Regions from separate parts of the Sus scrofa genome. Here region 2 is linked to region 1. Evidence: chromatin contacts called from public HiChIP or PLAC-seq data. All regions are on one chromosome and are shown on one strand. Each heading gives the region's core, a stretch centred on a gene start, on an enhancer-like site or on the middle of the called end of the contact. The rest is flanking DNA. Distances are from core to core; before and after follow the strand shown. Region 1 overlaps SUSD1 (sushi domain-containing protein 1). Region 2 holds the start of SUSD1 (sushi domain-containing protein 1).

Region 1 (6,057 bases), core at 769-3,268:
AGGTCAGAATGGCCATCATTAAAAAGTCTACAAATAACAAATGCTGAAGAGGATGTGGAGAAAGGGAACCCTCTCACACTGTTGGTGGGAATGTAAATTGGTGCATCCACTATGAAAAACAATGTAGAGGTACCTCGAAAAACTAAAAATAGAGCTGCCATAAGATTCAGCAACACCACTCCCAGGCATATATCTGAACGAAACTAATCTGAAAAGATACATGCACTCCTACATCCACAGCAGCACTACATACAATAGCCAAGACATGGAAGCAACCTAAATGTCCATCACAGAGGAATGGATGAAAAGGATGTGGCACATGAATACACAATGGAATATTACTCAACCATAAAAAGAATGTTTTAAAAAGGAGTTCCCATGGTGGCTAAGCAGTAACGAATCCAACTAGTATCCATGAAGATGCAGGTTCAATCCCTGACCTCGACCAGTGGGTTAAGGATCTGGCATTGCCAGCAGCTGTGGTATAGGTCACCAAAACGCCTCAGATCCTGAGTTGCTATGGCTGTGGCTAGGCTGGCAGCTACCGCTCCGATTCAACCCCTAGCCTGGGAACTTTCCCTATGCTGCAGGTGCAGCCCTAGAAAAAAAAAAAAAAAAAAAGAATGAAATAATGCCATTTGCAGCAACATGGATGGACCTAGAGATTATCATACTAAGTGAAGTAAGTCAGAAAGAGACAGACAAATACCATATGATATCACATATATGTGGGATCTAAAATATGATACAAATAACTTATTTCCAAAAAAGAAAGAGATTCACAGACATAGAAAACAAACTTACAGTTACCAAAATGGAAAGGAGGCAGAGAAGGGATAAGTTGGGAGTCTGGGGTTAGTAAATACAAAATACTACACATAAAATAGATAAACAACAAGGTCCTACTGTATAGCACAGGGAATTATATTCAATATCCTGTAATAAACCATAATCAAAAAGAATATGGAGTTCCTGTCGTGGCTCGAGTTGCTGTGACTGTGGTGTAGGCTGGCAATTCGACCCCTCTCCTGGGAACCCCCATGTGCCGTGAGTATGGCCCTAAAAAGACAAAAGAAAAGAAAAGAAAAAATATGAAAAAGAATATATATATATTCATACACATGTGAATGTATATATATATATATATGTATGTATAACTGAATCACTTTGCTGTACGCCAGAAACTAATACAACATATAAATCAACTATACTTTAATTTTTTTAAATGTTCTTAAATAAAGTTGTTTTAAGAAACTTATAAAATAAATAACTTTTTTGTTCTGGCAAACATTACCCGGGTGTTCTACAAATAATTCAAGCTCGGGGAACTCTGGTAAGCAAGAGATGGCAGGCTTGCCAGGCTTAAAGACCTGAATTCAAATTCTGGCTCTGCCGTTTGCCAGTTGCTCAATGACTCTGTGAAAGTTGCTTAACTTTTATGAGTCTCAGATTACTCAGCTCTGAAATGAAAATGACAGTAAGTACTTCACAGGGTTTTTCTGAGGACAAAGTGAAATCAAGCATCAAGCCTCTTAGCTGAGCCGTGGGCGTTTCAGTCAGTACCTGATCAATGGCAGCTATAATGCTTGACGTCTAAACATTATACACATATTCAAACAAATCCCAGCCATGTGGCTATTTGCATAAATGTGGGCATTTATTCTGGCTGACCTTTCTCTTCTATCTGAAATAGGTTTCGCTGCAAGTGATCACCCACTGAGCTGAAGAGGAAGATCAACAAGAAAAAAACCCAGAAGGGACAAAAGCTACCAGGAGATCTGGAGGCATTTGGACTCTGTGCCTGAGCCGGGTGAGGGGGCTCAGAAAGGATCCCAGCCGTCAAACAGTCTGTGTTTCAATACAGACGAGGTTCTTCTCAGAGCCTGCAGTGAGTGAGCGTCGACTTCATAATTATTAACTCAGATTCTAAACACAAAAAGCCAAATGACCTGTGCAGAATGAAAGCCAGGGACAGTCTTATCAAGAATGAATCAGTCTCTTTGATCTTGAGGTGAACCGACTCACTGAACATCAAGCTTCCACCTGGGGTTTTTCCAGACACTCAAGTAATTGCCTAATTCTTAGCTGTCTGGAGTTTCCAGTCTAAACCAGCCTTAAAAAAAAAAAAAAAAAAAAAAAAAAAAAAAAAAAAAAAACACCTTGCTGGAGTTCATACTCCATTAAAAACATATACATACCTGTGATACGAGGCCAAAGAAATTGGGACTCCAAAAATATTTTTAACTAAAAAACCCCATGTAACAAGAAGATAAATCATTTCACCCAATTTGGAACTCAACACTCAAGTAGTAAAAGGGGGTAGACAGAAGGAAAACAGAGGACTGGGGTAAAAGGCATTCAGAAGTTAGGCAGGACAGTAGAAGGCGGAGTTCCCATTGTGGCGTGGCAGAAACCCAAATCCAGCTAGGAACCATGAGGTTGCGCGTTCGATCCCTGACCTCGCTCAGTGGGTTAAGGATCCGGCGTTGCCCTGAGCTGTGGTGTAGGTCACAGACACGGCTCAGATCTGGCATTACTGTGGCTGTGGTGGGGGCCGGCAGCTGTAGCTCCTATTCGACCCCTAGCCTGGGAACCTCCGTATGCAGCGGGTGCAGCCCAAGAAAAGACAGACAGACAGTCAGACAGACAGACAGAAAGAAAGAAGAAAATGGGGGGAAAACCCAGAAGTGAACACTGAGGAACATAAATATAAAATGCGCAGAGAGCTGGAGAGAAAGAGAACTATGAAGAAATGGGTGAAAAACAGAAAAAAGAAGGAAGAGGCAGCTGAGCAAGAGCCCTGGTAATCCGCCTCTCTCACTACAGTTCCAGAAGCCTCTCCTACCTACCCACCCAACAATCGGATCATGTGCACTGTGCCATGAATTAATCAGCATGTAAATCACCTTCTTTAACGGCGGAAATTGAATTTAGCTGCCAATCTTGATTGAGGGCATAGAGGCCTCGTCACAGAAAGATCACAGCTCTCAAGGAGAATGCCTTTTTTCTCCTTAAATCAAAGCTTGCATAAGCCCGTGGAAACAGCTGCAGCTGGAGCCACAGACGTTGTGAAAGGTGGCAGGCGGAGGTCGGTAATTATAATTAGCGGTTACATAACATGTTTGTTCTTCAAAGTGCTCTACAAGCATCAGCTAATTAATAGCTTACTCTGCCCCATGCAGATCCCCTGGTTGTTCACGGAGTGACGGACTAATCCTGGTACCCCCATCGTTCTGAATGATGAAGGCACAGCAGCTTGAGCCATGAAGCAAATGCCTGAGGGTTCAGAAGCGATGCCCTGCTCTCCCACCAAATGTTGAATTCAGCAACCCATGAGGCAGCTGCCTCACTTCCTCCAAATACCTCTCAGAGGCGCAAGAACAGTTTGATCCACTATCCGTCTGGTTCAAAATGGCACTGGCTCTTCTCCATTTCCCCCATTATAAAGACTGGGACTTGGGCATCCTTCCGGTTAGTTACGGGTTTGCCCTTGCTTCTCTATGCAAGTTGGACAAGTCATTCTCTGTGCAAGTTGGACAAGTCAATGGACCTAAGAGATAGTCAAACTGGATCTCACTCCAGGTCCAGAAGCCTCTCCTACTACCCACCCAGCAATCGGGTCACGTGCACTGCACTATGTCCACACTTTGTTTCTATGATTGCAATCTCTCGCCTACATCCTGTTGCCTTTGTGGTGGAGATAACTGAATGTGGGAAGAGCTTGGCACAGACAGCAGCTGAGCTGAGTCTGTCATCCACTCCAGAGATGCTTTACCCCGGGACTTCACAGGTTCATAAATACCTTGAATTTGTAAAATATTACACGTATGTGTGCATGTGCCTTTCTTTGCAGAAAAGTCTCTTGAGCCCATTGCCCCGTAAATTCCAAGAAGGTAGTGTCCGGTGAAGTACCTCATACACAGCATATGCTGAATAAATATCTATTGATGAAATGGATAGATTTCATCAAATTCCTACCCCCCAAATGGCCATGAACCATCCCCTCTTGGCCAAATAATCACCAGGAGTCCATGCATTGTGTTTGCTCCAGCTAGATCTTCCTGTGGAAAACTTTGATCGGCAAGACCAAAAACGCTCTTTCATAATTCTGCTACAAGCCACAGACCCAGACCAAAGCCCCCTTGAGATTTTACTCTTCAGGGATCTGTCTTCAGAGCCAAGCAAGTCAATATCTGGAAATAAATCCCCAGAGGCATTCGAGACCAGGTGACGACCACTTGTCACACCCCTGGCCAATCATCACAAACATAAGAATCATTGCCTTTTCCCACCTTGGTTCTTGGACGCGGAGATGTGAAATAAAACATGTGGAGGTGCACACTTGTGACTCACAAGAACATCCTCTCAAGCAAAATAATTTCAGTGAAAGAATCTGACTAGCATCCATGAGGATGCAGGTTCGATCCTTGGCCTTGCTCCGTGCGTTAAGGATCCGGCATTGTCATGAGCTGTGGTGTAGCTCGCAGATTCGGCTCGGATCTGGCGTGGCTGAGGCTGTGGTGTAAGCCAGCAGCTACAGCTCTGATCCCCTCTCCTGGGCACTTCCATGTGCCATGGGTGCAGCCCTAAAATAAAAAACAAACCAAAAAACCTAAAATGTGCACAGTGCTTTAAGCTTTTCAAAATGCTCCCCATAGATTATCTCATGTGATTCTCTCTCAACAACTAAGTAGGAAAAGCAGACTTTATTTTCACCGTTTTATAGATGAGGAAACTGAGGCACTGGAAGAATAATGCCTTGCCTGGTGCCACACAGCTAGCACATGGAACTGCTAGAATTTGACGTCTCAAAACTCCTTTTCACCCAGTAATGGCATTTGTGGGTATATAGCCAAAAGAATTGAAAGCAGGGTCTCAAAGAGATATTTGTAAGCCCAGGCTCATAGCAGCATTATTCACAATAACCAAAAGGTGGAAGTAACATAACTGTCCATCAATGGATGAATGGATAAGCAAAATGTGGTATATACACAGCAGAATAGTATGCAGCCATGAAAAGAAGGAAATCCCCCCATCTGTGACAATGTAAACCTGGAGTACACATTAAGTGAAATAAACCAGTCACAAAAAGACAAACACTACATAATTATGCTTACATGAGGTCAATCAGTCAAACTCCTAGAGGAATTCCCGTTGTGGCTCAGTGGAAATAAACCCAACTAGTATCCGTGAGGATGCAGGTTCCAGCCCCGGCCCCACTCAGTGGGTTAAGGATCTGGTGTTGCCGTGAGCTGTAGGTTGCAGACGTGGCTCAGATCTAGCGTTGCTGTGACTGCGGTGGAAGCTGGCAACTATAGTTCCCATTCGACCCTTAGCCTGGGAACTTGCATATGCCACATCTGCGGCCCTAGAAGAAAACAAACACGCACATGCACACACACACACAAAAACCCTCACAGAAACAGAAAGCAGAACGGTGGTGCCAGAAGCTGTGGGGAGGGGAAAGTAGGGAGTTACTGTCTAACAGTTTCAGTTTTTCAAGATGAAAAAGTTCTGGCGACAGGCTGCACAACATGAACCTACTTCACACTGCAAAATCATTGAGATGGTAGATTTTATGTCATGTATAGTTTACCATGATCAAAAATAAACATGACAAAATCTTGCTATACATTATACCATCTTTCCTCTGAAAAACTGTCAACATGTGCTAAATTAGGACTTGTAAGTATGCCCCCTTGAGAATATGAGTCATGGAGAAAAATTTCTCAGCCCACCAAGCGGAAGAGACAGGAATCACTGTGATTTAAGGTGAGTTTCAAAAGATGGATACATAAAACTTTCGATCCAACTTATTTTCCCAATCCACCCTGTAAATCTTGAGGATTTAGCTGACAAACCCAAAGCCAGGTGCCTGCCCAGGTAAATGGCACAGCCAGGCACAGTACACAGAGTGAGCAATCCAAGTCTTTAGGCTGTATGCTCCCGCTGGCTGTTTTGCTTCCAGGAGCCAGAAGCCCTGCAGAATGGAGTCTATACCTGTACACGTGAAAGCACTTGCTCTCCAGGTGCCTTTCCCTGTGCAAACGGAAGTGA
Region 2 (5,769 bases), core at 1,302-3,801, 50 kb after region 1:
GCCTCTAGTCAGTCCCCACATTGCGTCCACTGCAAGGAAACGTGCCTCTAATCAAACCAGATTCTCCATGGTTGTAAATGGTGGGAGGATGCCTACATGGGGAGAGGAGGCTCAGCCAGGCAACCCTGGCTTCCATTTCCCAAAATTCACCCCATAGCATTTAAGCAGGTGCAGATGGGTGACCCTAGGCAGTTACTTTGTTCAACCACCTTAGCCCAGCAAGTCAGTGAGACCACAGTGGACAGTTTCCTAGGCTACAGTCTTAACACAAAGATTTTGAAATAGGCTCCAAGTGTCTACAAGATTTTAAGCACAGCCATGGGAGACCGAGTTAGAGAAGGAAGTTAGATCATCAGAGCATCTGATGTACTGGCTGCTCTAGAAGGTTCAGCCATCAAAAGAACTACCTGCCAGTGATGGTAAAATTTCCGAGCTGAAGAGAATTGGGGGGAACAGCAGTCTGAGCCACAAAGTCCCCCCATAGCTCCCTCCATGAAATTTGCCATCTACTACGGGATGAGTACTTGGTCTTATCAAGGAAGCTGGAGAGCTTTCTTATAACCACTTTCTGGGATAACTCCCTGTACTAAAACTTGCAGTGACTTCCCGTGGCTACTCACTGCCCAGAAACAGTGAGATCTAAATGCCTTGATCTGCCAATCACAGCATTCTGCCTTCTGGTTAATTCCAATCTGCTTTTCTGCCCTCATTTCCCTTTCATTCCTACATACCCATCAAACTGAACCACAGGCCCATGCTTTGGTGCCTCCGCGTGCTTCCTCACTTTGTCCCCTCCATCTGGAATTCATTCATTCTACACATATTTGTGGAGAGCTGACTGTGCCCTCTGCTATGAGCTAGAATTCCGTTCCTCATCTTCCCATATCCAAATATTACCAATCCTTGCTAGCCCAGTTCAAGGGTCACCACATTCATGAGGCCACCAGACTCCCTGAGTTAGATGTAGCCTTTCCCTCCTGTGACCACCCACCTTCTCAGAGCACTTCTGGCATTCTGCCCTTATCACAGTTATTCAAGTAAATGCCACCTCCCCTCCATGTCTAAATCCTCCGTGTAACTCCTACCACATTCCACACTGCATTCTGCAGGGGGCATTAAAAACTACATCAAGGAGTTCCCCTGGTAGCTCAGTGGTTAACAAACCTGACAAGCATCCATGAGGACGCGGGTTCGATCCCTGGCCTTGCTCAGTGGGTTAAGGATCTGGTCATAAGGCCACCTGTGGTGTAGGTCACAGACGCTGCTCGGATCCCTGCGTTGCTGTGGCTGTGGCGTAGGTCGGCAGCTACAGCTGGGATTCGACCCCCAGTCTGGGAATCTCCATATGCCACGGGTGCGGTCCTAAAAAGAGGGAAAAAAAAAAAAAAAATACGTCAACTGCCAGGAAATGGATTATTTGCTTGTCTGTTTTCCCCAGAATAGGGCCAGCACCGCGACCTCACATCCCTCACACAGAAACTATTCAAGGATCATTCATCTGTTGAATACATGAACTAATTAATGAATGCTTTATTCCCCTAAAGTTCCTTACACTTCTTTCTCACCATATTAGCATCTGGTTCTTCATCAAAGGTAAAAACTTAAAAGGTAGAAAGAAAATTGCTTCGGGTCAAGAATTTGTCCCTCAAAGCCACAGCGGGGCCGGAAGCGTGACAGTGCAAGCGGAACGCCCTTCCACGCCCTCGCTGAGTGGGTGCGGCTCTCCCGGGGCCCCCAGCTCGCGCCCAGCCCCAGTTCGCGCCAGGTCCTCCCGGGGCAGCAGGCCGGGCCGCCGCGCCCTTGTCGTCCACAGTGGCCCCGAGGCCCCGGGACGGGGGCGGGGAAGTCGCCCGGGAGGCCCTCCCGCTTGTCGGAGCCCCGCCCTCTCGATCCCCGACCTGCGCCCCAAGCCCAGGCTCCAAGCCCGCCCAGCCCAGGGGCGGAGGAGCGTCCGGGGCGCGCCCGGCTGGGTCTGGGGCCAGGCCGAGGGCGCCCCCGGCGCCGCGCGCGCTCCCTGTCAGCACTCACCGTCTGCGCCGGGCGTCCGGGGCGCGCCGCGGGCCAGGCAGAGCAGCAGCAGCAGCAGCAGGAGCGACAGCAGGCGGCCAGGCGGGAAGCCCGCGCCCCGGGGCCCCCGGGCCATACCACCGCCACTTCCCACCCCGCGCGCCCGCGACTCCTCCTGCGGCCCGGAGGCGCCGAGATAAGGCGGCGGGCGCCCCGGGGAGGGGGACGGGCGGGCCGCTTCCGGCGCCGCGTGGGGGAGCGGAGGGCGCCGCGGGGTCCCGGGGGTGGGGGTGGGGGTGGGGGGCGGCGACTGCGAGTGCGGCCTTCCTACCCCCACCAAGGCTGCGCGCCGGGGGAACGCTCGTTCGGCTCCCTCACTCCTACACCCGGCGGCAGTGCACCTGCTGCGCGTCTGGCGCGCTGGGGGCCCGGGGACACCCGGCAGGTCCAGCCTAATGACACAGCTGAATATAGAGTCCCGGACTGTGCTAGGAGGAGATGTCCCGAACTCTAAGCGTGCGGAACGATCGAGGGATCCCAGCCGGTCGGGGGCTCAGGGAGGTACCCCCTGGGGGGCAAACGAAGAGAGGTGAGGGGCAGAAAGAGGAGGAATTTTCCAGGAGCTGATAGAGAACTAAGGTGAAGTGTCTGGAGCTACAAGAGCAAAGTGAGAGGGCGAGAAGCTGCCGGTCCAGGCCACCCAGGGGCGACAGGCACGACCAAGCGACAAGACTGTCAGAGGCGACAGAGCTGGCAGGAGTTCCTGCTGCTCAGAGGCCACTGAGCTTGGGGACTCAGGGAGGCCTTAGGAACAAGTAAGCGAAGACCTGAGGGTGAGAAGAGCAGGAGAGGAATCTAAGCGGTGAAAGGCGATTCTAGAAATGGGGAGCAGGACCTCCTCAAAGTGCGAAGGACCCTTGGAGAGAGGCAGTGAGCTGTGGAAATAAAGACCTCATGTACCAAGTAAAGGAGGTTGCGGAGAAGCTGTCACGGGGCTTTAAGCAGAGTGACCTCATCAGAAAAGGCTCCCAGGGTCCACTGTGTGGGATCGGGTTTGGGTTGGGGAGGCAGGGGGTCGGCCTGGAGCTGCTGCAGAGATCCAGGCAAGGGAGCACTTGTCTGGGAGCAGGGCACTGGCCATGAGTGGGAAGAGAAGTGACAAATGAGAGTGGTACTGGGTGGACTCCACTGGCTTTTATGACCAGTAGAATGTGGTAGACAAGGAAGGAGAAATTACAGATGTCACCTAAACGTTTGATTTGGGCAACTGGGTTGATGGTGAAATAGTCACTGAAATAGAAACACAAAGGGGGTAGGGAGAGGCTGCAAGGGGAAGAAAAATAAGTTCCAGGTTGAAGGCTTTCAGCTTGGGATGTCTTGGGGATCCCTCAAAACAGGGCCCCCCACTGCTTCACTCCCATCCTCACTTGCTTTCTCTCTGTGCCACCCACCCCCCTGCTCTAACCCTAACCACCCATGAACACACCCATATAAGGGCTAAACTTGTTGTGCAGCCTTAAAAAGAAGTAGTTAAAAATAAAATTCCTAAGCCCTTTTGCAGCAGGTTTCTTGCTAATTGTTTTTTGCTCAGCAAAGATAGGAGCCTGCTTAGGGGAGCAGGAGATAGACAGTTCCAGGACTGCAGCCTGTCTCCTAGTATTTAGACAGTTTTTGGTTAACCTTCATGAACTTTGAAATAATGTAATTGTTTCAACAAAAATACATTCATTTAAGACATTGTTAGGGTTCTCTTGTGGCGCAGTGGGTTAAGGATCCACCTTGGTCACTGCTCACTGCTCTGGAAAGAGTTTGATCCCTAACCCAGGAACTTCCACATGCACTGGGCACAGTCCAAAAAAAAAAAAAAAAAAAAGACATTTTTAAGCCCACCTATATACCTCTCCTTCTCTGCCTTGCCTCCCTGCAGAATCAATTAATTGATTAAAATAAGTATATAAATATGTACATGTACATATATTATTTGTTTTTATTGTTATTTCCCCAATACAATTTTTTTTCTATGGTACAGCATGGCAACTCAGTTACATATACATGTACACATTCTATTTTCGTACATTACCATGCTCCATGCCGTGGTTTGGGTCAATGCTGAGGCGCAGGTTCGATTCCTGGCCTGGGAACTTCAGCCATAGATAGATAGATAAATAAATAAATAAATAAATAAATATTAAAAAATAAAATCGATGATGTCAGGGAAAAATATCCCCAAACTGGAAATGGGCAAAAGAGACTACTGGTTGTCCTTTCAGTTGTGTAGTAGCCCTTCTGGAGATTATCTGATTCTACAGGGTCCTGCACCTTTGATAGACTTTCTATTGAACAGGCTATTTATAACTCTATAGAGGTAAAGCTAATTTGCAGAAAGTTGATGGTAATGAAAAAAATGCTTGTCCATAGCAATGGAAATTAATTTTTCCAGTACCGATAATGGTGATTTCTGCTGGGTAAAAGTAAGATAAACCTAATTAGATTTTGTCTTATGTGATATTAACCAGGTAACCAGGTTTGCATCTATTAGCAAATTCATTTTTTCATTCTTAACTGATATATAAAAACATATGTACACGTTATATTGTATAGCTGTTTTTTTGTTATTGTTTTGTTTGTTTGTTTGTCTTTTTGCCTTTTCTAGGGCTGCTCCCGCGACATATGGAGGTTCCCAGGCTAGGGGTCGAATCGGAGCTGCAGCCCCTGGCCTACGCCAGAGCCACAGCAACGCGGGATCCGAACCACATCTGCGACCTACACCTCAGCTCAGGGCAATGCTGGATCCTTAACCCACTGAGCAAGGCCAGGGATCAAACCCTCAACCTCATGGTACCTAGTTGGATTCGTTAACCACTGCGCCACGACGGGAACTCCTATACATCTGTTCTTTAAATTGTCCTTTGAACCTTATTACTAGTTCTCCTCTGAAATCAACATTTTGCTGAGTCCCTCATGAATTAATCAGTTGAAAAAATCTTAGGTTTGCACGAACCATGTTTTTAATATTTTGAAAATTTTACATTCGTATGATCCATGAGACTCATATTCTACATTAGGTTCTGTGACTACATCAGTTTTTTTTTATTGGCTCATTTTTTGCTTTCAAACTAATTTTTTTTGTTTAAAAAAAAAATCACCTCCTACCCAATGGTGAGTTCATGGAATCACAGAAGGAAAAAATTATCTCCTCATCAATATTTGTCACTAGAATCAAAAGGGAGTATTGAACCAGTATTAAATTTGGAGCAGTGGTGGATTTCTCATTGCGGCGCAGTAGAAACGAATCCAATTAGGAACCATAAGGTTTCGGGTTCAATCCCTGGCCTCGCTCAGTGGGTTAAGGATCCAGCGTTGCTGTGAGCTGTGGTGTAGGTTGCAGACACTGTTTGGGTCCCAAGTTGCTGTGGTTCTGGTGTAGGCTGGCTGCTGTAGCTCTGACTGGACCCCTAGACTGGGAACCTTCATATGCCATGGGTGTGGCCCTAAAAACCCAAAAAAAAATTGGAGCAGTGAGATTTTTGCTGAGAAAATAGTTAGCTTAAGAAAAATGTTCTTCTTTTTTCATGGAAAAGAATGAAATTAGAACACTCCCTAACACCATACACAAAAATAAACTCAAAATGGATTAAAGACCTAGGTATAAGACCAGACACGATAAAACTCTTAGAGGAAAACATAGGCTGAACACTCTCTGACATAAACCACAGCAACATCTTCTCAGATCCACCTCTTAGAGTTTTGACAATAAAAACC

Evidence for each region. HiChIP or PLAC-seq counts read pairs in DNA pulled down with a chosen protein or histone mark.
Region 2: an H3K27ac HiChIP or PLAC-seq map of alveolar macrophages shows a contact between it and region 1. The contact joins the promoter of SUSD1 here to the enhancer-like site in region 1. A contact is called at or near these places in 2 of 5 promoter capture datasets (fetal liver and liver), 9 of 47 Hi-C or Micro-C datasets (blood, embryonic fibroblasts, liver and 1 more) and 2 of 2 datasets of contacts at active chromatin or transcription factors (alveolar macrophages and skeletal muscle).

What each region holds. Positions count from the first base shown.
Region 1 is chr1:252,904,418-252,910,474 of Sscrofa11.1, forward strand. SUSD1 (sushi domain-containing protein 1) reads right to left here. Exons shown (of 16, transcript XR_002337296.1): 6 at 6,001-6,057. Among named protein-coding and RNA genes, the nearest start is that of SUSD1, 49 kb to the right of the region's middle. Within about 2 kb of position 2,019, at least 25 of the 83 cell types and tissues checked have an H3K27ac peak or open chromatin away from gene starts, as enhancers often do. A contact at or near this core is called in alveolar macrophages, fetal liver, liver and 1 more, where this site is marked.
Region 2 is chr1:252,953,962-252,959,730 of Sscrofa11.1, forward strand. SUSD1 (sushi domain-containing protein 1) reads right to left here and starts at 2,552. Exons shown (of 16, transcript XR_002337296.1): 1 at 2,029-2,552.